Regions from separate parts of the Zea mays genome. Here region 2 is linked to region 1. Evidence: chromatin contacts called from public Hi-C data. All regions are on one chromosome and are shown on one strand. Each heading gives the region's core, a stretch centred on a gene start, on an enhancer-like site or on the middle of the called end of the contact. The rest is flanking DNA. Distances are from core to core; before and after follow the strand shown. Region 1 holds the start of LOC103635383. Region 2 overlaps LOC103635384 (a long non-coding RNA gene).

Region 1 (4,151 bases), core at 407-2,906:
CACCAATGAACGTAACATGGTCTGGCTTTAGCCCGATACGGCACATTTCCTCAAACAGTTCAAAAGCCTCTTTGCTGTGACCATGCTCAGCATGCCCAACGATCATCGCAGTCCATGAAATCACATCATCTTTAGTGCGATTGGAAAATACGACATTAGCATCTGACATGCTACCACCCTTTCCATACATGTTAACAAGCGCACTCCTGACCATTGCATGGTGTTCAAGCCCAGCAGCAACAGCGAGTGCATGCAGCTGGCGTCCAGTATCCAGCGACGCAGCACTTGCACACACACTGAAGAGACTGGCAAGAGTAAACTCATTCGGCCGAGGGCAGCTACTGTGATGCCGCATTTCTGAGAACAAGGCAAAAGACTCCTCGGCGAGGCCTTCTTGTGTGTATCCTGATATAATTGTGCTCCAGGAGACAACATCCTTGACGACACTCTCCCGGAAGATAGCATCAGCAGCTGAAAGATGGCCACGGCGGGAATAGAGTTTGACAAGGGAATTGGCCACAGAGCGGGCATGAGATAGCCCTCTCCGTGCAGCTTGTGCATGTAACTGCTCTCCAAGATATGCACGATCCATATTTGGACACGCGGCAATTACGGCAGAGAACGTATACTCATTTGGTGAAGCAGAATTTGACGACTCATCGCGAAGCATTCTCACAAACGCCTCGATGGCTTCCTCCGTGCGGCCGGTCTGGACGTAGGATGCGATCAGCGTTGTGCACACGGCAACGTCGTGCGAGCCCATGCGGCCGACCGCGGCCAGCGCGCGGTCGACATCGCCGCACCGCGCGTACAGCGCCGCGAGCGCGTTGGCGACGAAGGGCACGGCGTCGAGGCCGAGCTTGGCGCAGAGCGCGTGCACCTCGCGGCCGCGTGGCAGCAGCCCCGCGTCGGCGCACGCCGTGAGAGCCGCCGAGCAGGCGTGGGAGTCGCAGGCCACGCCGGAGGCCCGCATCTCGGCGAAGCGGCGGAGCGCGTCGTGCCGCCGGCCAGCACGCGCCAGCGAGGCGACGAGCGTGGTCCACGAGACCACGTTCCTGCTGGGCATTTCGTCGAGCACCTGCAGCGCCAGGTCGAGGCGGCCGGCCTTGGCGTAGGCGTCCGCGAGCGCCGTGGAGACGAACACGGACGGCAGGGAGGAGGAGCGGACGGCGAACGCGTGCAGAGCGGCCGCCGCGGCGGCGTGAGGGAGGGGGAGGAGCCCTGCGCTGGCGGCAGCGGAAGCGCACGCCTTGAGGACGGGGCTGAGGATGAACGGATCCGCGGCGTCGTGTGGCTGGGAGGAGGAGGCGCGGAAGCGGGAGAAGAGCGCCATAGCGCCCGGGAAGTCAGCTGCCGCGGCATAGCCCGAGAGAAGAGTCGCGTAGGCGACCTCGTCGCGGCGCGGCATCGCGTCGAATAGGCTCCTCGCGTCGGCGAGCTGGCCCGTCCGGACCAAGTGCCTCAGCATGGATCCTGGACTCGCGGTGACTTTTTCTCCTCTCGACGCTGACGCTGTTTCGCACACCGGCGGCCTTCCGCCGGACTCCTTGGCTCGAGCTAGGGATGAAAACGGTACCGAAAAATCCCATCCTGTACCGTCCCGTTCTGACTACCGGTTTTTTCGGATCGTTTTCGTATATTTCGGGTTTCGGTTTCCGGACGAAAACGGTTAGATTGTCTTCGATAACGGTATCGAAAACGAGCAGACTGTTTTTTTTTTCGTTTTTGCGGTTACCGTTTTGATTCGAAAAAATCCCGTTTTTTTCATACCGTTTAGGCTATTCGGTTCTGGACCTTTTAGTTCTTGTCTTCCACTCTTCTAGGCTTCCAGCGATCAGATTCCGGCCCAAGGCCCAAGTTGAACGCACAAAACCTGCGTGCTGCCTGCTAAGCCGCAAGGCCCAAGTTGCCCCTGCCCAGCTGCTGCGTGCTGCCTGCTAAGCCACAGCCGCCTCGCCCTCTCGGACCTCGGTTGACGACGAGACGACAGTCCCTCTCGCGGTTGTCTCCTAGCTCTAGCTGGCTGGCTTGCAATTGTCTCCGGTTCCACTTCCACCACACGGCTAGCACCTCTGCTCCTGCGTCCTGGCTTGCAAGTACTAGCAGACTAGCTGGCAGACTAGCAGTATAGATATAATTTCTCACTCAAATAATGTCCCTGTGTGTTTATGTTTGTTGGTCACTTGTTCTTAAATGCTATGAATTAACAATAAGACAACACAAAATGTTAAACGTTATTGTCCTTCGTCATTCGAAGCATTATTTCCCTTAGAATATAATGATCTTTAGACGAAGGTTTTGAAAGACATGTCTTCATAGATTGTGATATATGTTAATGAAAAGAGAAACATATGAAATATAAGAGACAACATAAACAATCATATAATATTATTAATTCATCATCATCATATTACCATAAAAAGGTAAAAACAATATTGAATTATAAATGTACCTTCGGCTTGAAAGAAGGTAAAAGTACAAGAGTAACACACAAGTGAATACAAATCAGCGTGAACAGTACATGAGTATTGTTCGTCTATTTATAGGCACAGGACGCAGCCTGTGAGAATGTAATTTATGTCCTTTATATTTACTATTGACTTATAGACAAATCTATGAGGACTAGATAGTCTTTTCCCCTTTAAGTCGGTTCCTTTTTCCGCTATTTAGCCGAAGCTCCCTTGCGCGTAGCTTTGAAGCAACTCCAACCTTCGTCACGATCATGCTTTTTACATTGTATATGCTTTTAACCCGAGTCCGAAGGTACCTGTTCATATGTCACACTTGGAAGATATTGTTAAATTACGTTTTTGAGGACCTTCAGAGGACGAATGCCGCCAATAGTAGCCCCTCGCAGTATTAATTTGTTTAAGATAACGAATTGACTGCGACATGGACGAAGGCCTTAAGCCGAAAGGCCGAAAAAACACCTTCCCTTTGCTAGAATAGCAACAGTCAATGACAGACGGGGCCCCCCAATTTGGAGCGTGCTGAGCATATAAATAAGAACTCACACCAGCTATCTTTGATATATTGCTTGTGCCATTTGCTTTACTTCCTCAATTTCATAGCTCTTGCTCACTAACGCTTGCTAGTTTTTCAAGGTTTCTGAGCTTGGATTAAAAAGATGCATTTTCGTCATTTCTGAAGGAGAAATGTCTCAAGACAAGAAGGTTGTTGCTGAGACGAAGCTGACTGAAGAGGAGAAGCTTTTTGAGGAGAAGAAGGCTGTGAATCCTTACATTGCTGGATTTATCGAGTCAATGGCAAAAACAAATACAGAGAAGATTACTAAGAAGATACTGGAGGGTCTGTCTGAAGATACCGGTGACAGTGATAGTTATGATACTGAAAGTGGGGGCGAAGATTCTAAGGATCGGCCCTAGAGACCAAGTCATTCGATTTTCGGTAAATCGACCATCAAACAAAGTCATCTTGAGAACATGAGAAGAAGATACTTTTGGGATATGTCTATTGTAAGGGCTGGCGGAGACAACAACGTCCCTGCCCCTGAAGAAAATGAAGTTGTGATCTATCGGAGCTTCTTCAAGGCTGGACTTCGGTTTCCTTTGAGTAAGTTTATAGTTGAAGTGTTGAAAACCTACCAAATCTTCCTTCATCAGATCACCCCCGAAGCCATAATAAGGATGGGGGTTTTCGTGTGGGCAGTAAGGAGCCAAGGGTTAGAGCCAAGCGCGAAATGCTTCCACAGCATGCACGAACTTCTGTATGAGACGAAGGCCATGAGTAAAGAATAGTACCACAACAACTTCGGTTGTTATGGGTTTATCGCCCGTCCCAAGGCAAGCCACCCAGTGCCAACATTTCGGAAGAGATGGCCCGGAGCTTGTATGGAAGAATGGTTTTATGTGAAGAACGACTTGACAGCGAGGGAGGACATCAAGGAGGTTATCATGTGCCCCATATGGTCCCGCTTCGGTCTCCGAAAGCCGAAGGTCGAAAATGATGACGCCGCCGAAGCGTGTCAGAAAGCATTCGGTACTGTCTTCTCCTTCATTGGTACAAGAGATTTAATTCAAAAGCATATAGCATTCAGAGTATGGTCACTTGTAGAGAGCTGGGAAATGCCAAAGGAGACCATCACCAAGTCTAGCGAAGGTGATCTGGTCCGGCTGAAGTATACGTTCAGG
Region 2 (4,054 bases), core at 1,483-3,982, 86 kb before region 1:
CTCGGTCATCGTCTAGGAGGGAGGCGCTGCGGGCCACCTAGCAGGAGGTGGAGAGGCTGCGGCCGCAGATCGCCCGCTGGGAGAAGAGGGACCACCAGCTCTCCAGTCTCCACCCTTCAAGCCAAGGCCGAGCGTCTCGAGAGTGAGGCAACATGCCTTCACTCGGGGCGCGATGCGGCGTGTAACGATGTCAGACAACTTCGTGGGGAGAGGCCCATCTTCGGTGAGATCTACGCGAGGCGAGCTTGCAGGTCGAGGACGCCGATGGTCCCTGCGGGCGACAAACGCTCGCTTGGAGGAGGTGAACTTGGACCTTCAGCGAGAGCAGGGGTGGTTGGAGGTAGTGTCACACCCGATTTTAAAAAGTAAACTGAATGCGAACCATGTACGTGCCAGAATCAGAATTTTATAGACACATTGATTACATAACTGGACGTCATCACACAGTGCTCAGATAATAACGTAAAATGTATTAATTTGATTACATCATGATGTACGAGACATCCACATAGTCTTGAACATATATCAAAGTACAAAAGTCTTGAACATAGATCAAAGTGTGAATACGAATCGTAGTAAAATACGGCCTTCACAGGCAGCCGACTGCGGGTTTGTCGCTAACCCACACCTAGAACTTATCATAGTCTTGAAACTCCTGAAAGTCCTCCGCTATGCCTTCATCTTCTCCTTAGTAGGGGTTGCAATGCGGACAACCTGGTGTTTTAGTGTTTTAATTAAGGGTGAGTACACATCAACGTACTCAGTAAATATCTCGTTTGGCTAAAGTGGACTAGCTATATGTGGGGTGAAGCTCAGAGCATTTGTTTTTAGTTGGTTAGATAATTATTACTAGTAGGGAGCCAAGTTTTAGCAACAATCCCAAGTTATTGACCCAAAGATGCTCCCTCTAAATGGAAAGAATACCGGAATCCATAATCATCACCATTATAACCATTATCCTCCTCCTCATCATCATCCGTACTCAGAGTATCTGTAATCAAAGGAGCTCTCAAGGTCGCTCACAACCGTGAGCACGACTGATATATCAGTTTCTAGCCCTCTGTAGATGTCACACACTTTACCCACGAGGTTTGCAAGACCCTTGTTCACTCTCGAGGTGAGTGGCTATAGATTCACTACGAAGCCTTTACAAAGATTACTCGCAGATACAGTCACCCGTTAGGTTTCGTAAATGTATCGCACTCCTCCCCAAGGGGCAAACCAACCTTGGCAGAGCGAGCCTCGTACACTGAGCCCCATTGACGGCACGACGACGAAGCAAACTACACCTTAGTTCCTCTAATTAATTAGATAAGGGCGTCGCATTCCACCCTCATGGTTGTACTTTTATCCTGGGTGGTCATCCAATGAACAAGTCCTTACAGAGAGGCACTCAAGAAACAGCTCGATCCCCCTTAAGTATCACAATGCCATAACCATATCCAGAAGTAAATGTCGTATCATAAATAGTCTCACCATGTTCATTGATTAGATTAGAGCACTAGCATAAAGCTAATCCAGATATAATCCAACCCAATTAGGTGATCAAGGAAAAGATAAACAAAAGATTAGTAAATCCTTAGGTACAAATTATGTAAATTAGGGGGAGATGAATTATAAAATGAGTAGGACATAGATAGGTCAGAGGACACTTGCCTTCACCAACCAGCTGCTGCTTAGGGTCCTCTCCTGCAACTTCCTCAAACTCCGCCAACGTACTATTATCTATACGAGTGCAAACATACATTCCACATTCTTAACATAGAAAGAAAAAATACACCACACAATGAAACATATCAATTATACAGACACATGACCTAGATCATGGGTGTGTGGGAGAGGAGGGGGAGGGTGGTTGGGCGCGCATGGGGGGGGGGGCTAGGCCGCGTGGGGCCACACGTCAGGCCACTTCTCCTCTTCCTTCCTTTAATTAATCATCCTCGCTTCTTTATAATTAAATTTACTTATCGAATAGAACCCTAAATTAATTGGATGCACACCTAAGCATGACATCAAACAAAAATAAATATGCTCCAACATGATGCAACAACGATATCACCTTAGGGTTTTGCTTACACATGGCACGGACATAAATCTCAATATTACTTTGAAAATGGGAGGAAGGAGCAGAAAAGAAAGAGAGAAAGAAGGTAATGCCTGAATTTGGTGAATATTGGAGAAGAAATTTTATACCCTCAAATTCAGGGCGTTACAGGTAGGCACCCTTTGTTTGGGTCATGCTTTTGTTTGGTCTTTGGTGCTAATGGTCGCTTCCACGGTTTGTCTCCAATAGATCTTCAGAAGGAGTTTTCGAGGCTCACTACGCTACGAAGGTAGTCGAGGAGGCAAAGAAGGCGGTAGAGTATGAAGCACGCAAGCTCTCAATTGTGTGCGGCGGTGCCATTGTCGCGTAGGCTCAAGTGCAAATCTCACTGAAGGAGTGCGGTGCCGAACTGCAAGAGCTGCACCTACCTACGAGTGAGGTGTACGACCACCTCGCTCCTCCACCATGAGCCTAGACGCCTCTACTTGACCGGCTACGGGCACTTCCTGGTCACGTGGAACGTGTGGTCTTCGAAGGGGCGTTCCATGGGGGTAGCCTAGCCTTGGGCCAGATGGTATCCCATTTCAACGAGATTGACACATGCATGATCGCGAAGGGGTTCGTCACTGGCCAGAGCGACAAAGATTTGGTTGCTATTGAAGAACAAGTGCACCCTCACGCCTGCTCACTTGCCAGCCGGGTTGACGTGAAGATGCTTCTAAGGGGGCCTCTGAGCCCGGTGCCGCCTCCCAGTGCCTAAGGGTTATGTTCTTTTCTTGTTTTGATGTTTTGTAGCAAACCTTCTAACTGGATGGGTGGATGTTTGAACGTTGTGTTATTTATGACGCCTTGTGATCGGTTCCTTTGATGTTGTGGTCCTTTTGGATGAGGATGTCTTGTAGCGGACTGTGAATCTTGGGTACCTGTCCTCCAGCCCCCGAGCGGGATACGACGATTAGGTTGGCGTGTTCCGCTTTCCTTTGTGCGACGACGAAATTGACTGAGTACGACGGCTCAGGCGTAGAACCTCCTCAGGTTTTCGATGTTCCATGCATTAGAAATTAGGTTGCCATCGTTGTCCTTGAGTTGGCAGGCTCTGAGACGCATGATCTTGGCGATGATGTAGGGCCTCTCCCATGGAGGCGAGAGCTTATGTTTGTCCTTGGTGGTCATCACCCTTTATTGCACTAGGTCTCCAACGTTGAACGATCTAGCGTGCACCTATCGGTCATGGTAGCGTCGCAGGTCTTGTTGATACTTGGCGGAGCAAACCACGACTGAGTTGTGTTCTCTATCGAGTAGGTCGACTGCGAGGTGTGCGTCAGTGGTCGCTCGCGCGTCATGGTAAGCCTCGGTCCTCGGGGAACCATATTCTATCTTTGATGTTAACATGGCTTCCGTGCCAAATGCCAGGAAGAAAGGCGTGCAGCCTAACGCTCTGGACGATGTGGTCCGATGGCTCTAGAGTACCGCTGGTAGCTAGGTCGGCCACCGTCCGGTGGATTTTTTCAGCTTGTCGAAAATCCGCGGTTTGAGGCTCTGTAGGATTAGGCTATTTGCTCGCTCGCCCTATCCATTGGCTTCCGGGTGCGCCACCGCGGCCTTGTCGACACGGATGTTGAAATCATCGCAAAACTGTAGGGACGGCTCTCCGATAAACTGGGTTCCATTGTCAATGATGATGGAGTCAGACTTGGGCACCCCAAAATGGTAGACGATGTCGCTGAAAAAGGAGGCGGCCTCCGACGATGTGATCTTGGCAACAAGTCTGGCCTCAATCCATTTAGTGAACGTGTCCACCACCACAAGCAGGTGGGTGCAGCCCCTGGCCGCTTTCTTGAAAGGCCCGACCAAGTCTAGTCCCCAAATCGCAAATGCCAGATAATGGGAATGGTCTAGAGGGCTTGAGCCGGCAAATGTGTTTGTCGCGTGTAATACTGAAAGGGAAATGTGCCCTTTGGCCATTTCTATTATGTTTTGGTGATTAGATGCTCAACACATATTGTTTTG

Evidence for each region. A called contact is a pair of places that touch in the nucleus more often than the background predicts.
Region 2: a contact with region 1 is called in a Hi-C map of endosperm, with 2.0 times the contacts expected there. The contact joins the enhancer-like site here to the promoter of LOC103635383 in region 1. A contact is called at or near these places in 3 of 25 Hi-C or Micro-C datasets (ear, endosperm and leaf).

Annotation. Positions count from the first base shown.
Region 1 is chr8:75,653,371-75,657,521 of Zm-B73-REFERENCE-NAM-5.0, reverse strand. LOC103635383 reads right to left here and starts at 1,656. Exons shown (of 3, transcript XM_008657848.4): 1 at 1-1,656. The coding sequence starts at 1,468.
Region 2 is chr8:75,740,334-75,744,387 of Zm-B73-REFERENCE-NAM-5.0, reverse strand. It overlaps LOC103635384 (a long non-coding RNA gene), which reads left to right. Exons shown (of 3, transcript XR_557350.4): 3 at 1-548. Among protein-coding and RNA genes, the nearest start is that of LOC103635384, 3.4 kb to the left of the region's middle. Within about 2 kb of position 2,732, at least 4 of the 20 cell types and tissues checked have an H3K27ac peak or open chromatin away from gene starts, as enhancers often do. A contact at or near this core is called in endosperm, where this site is marked.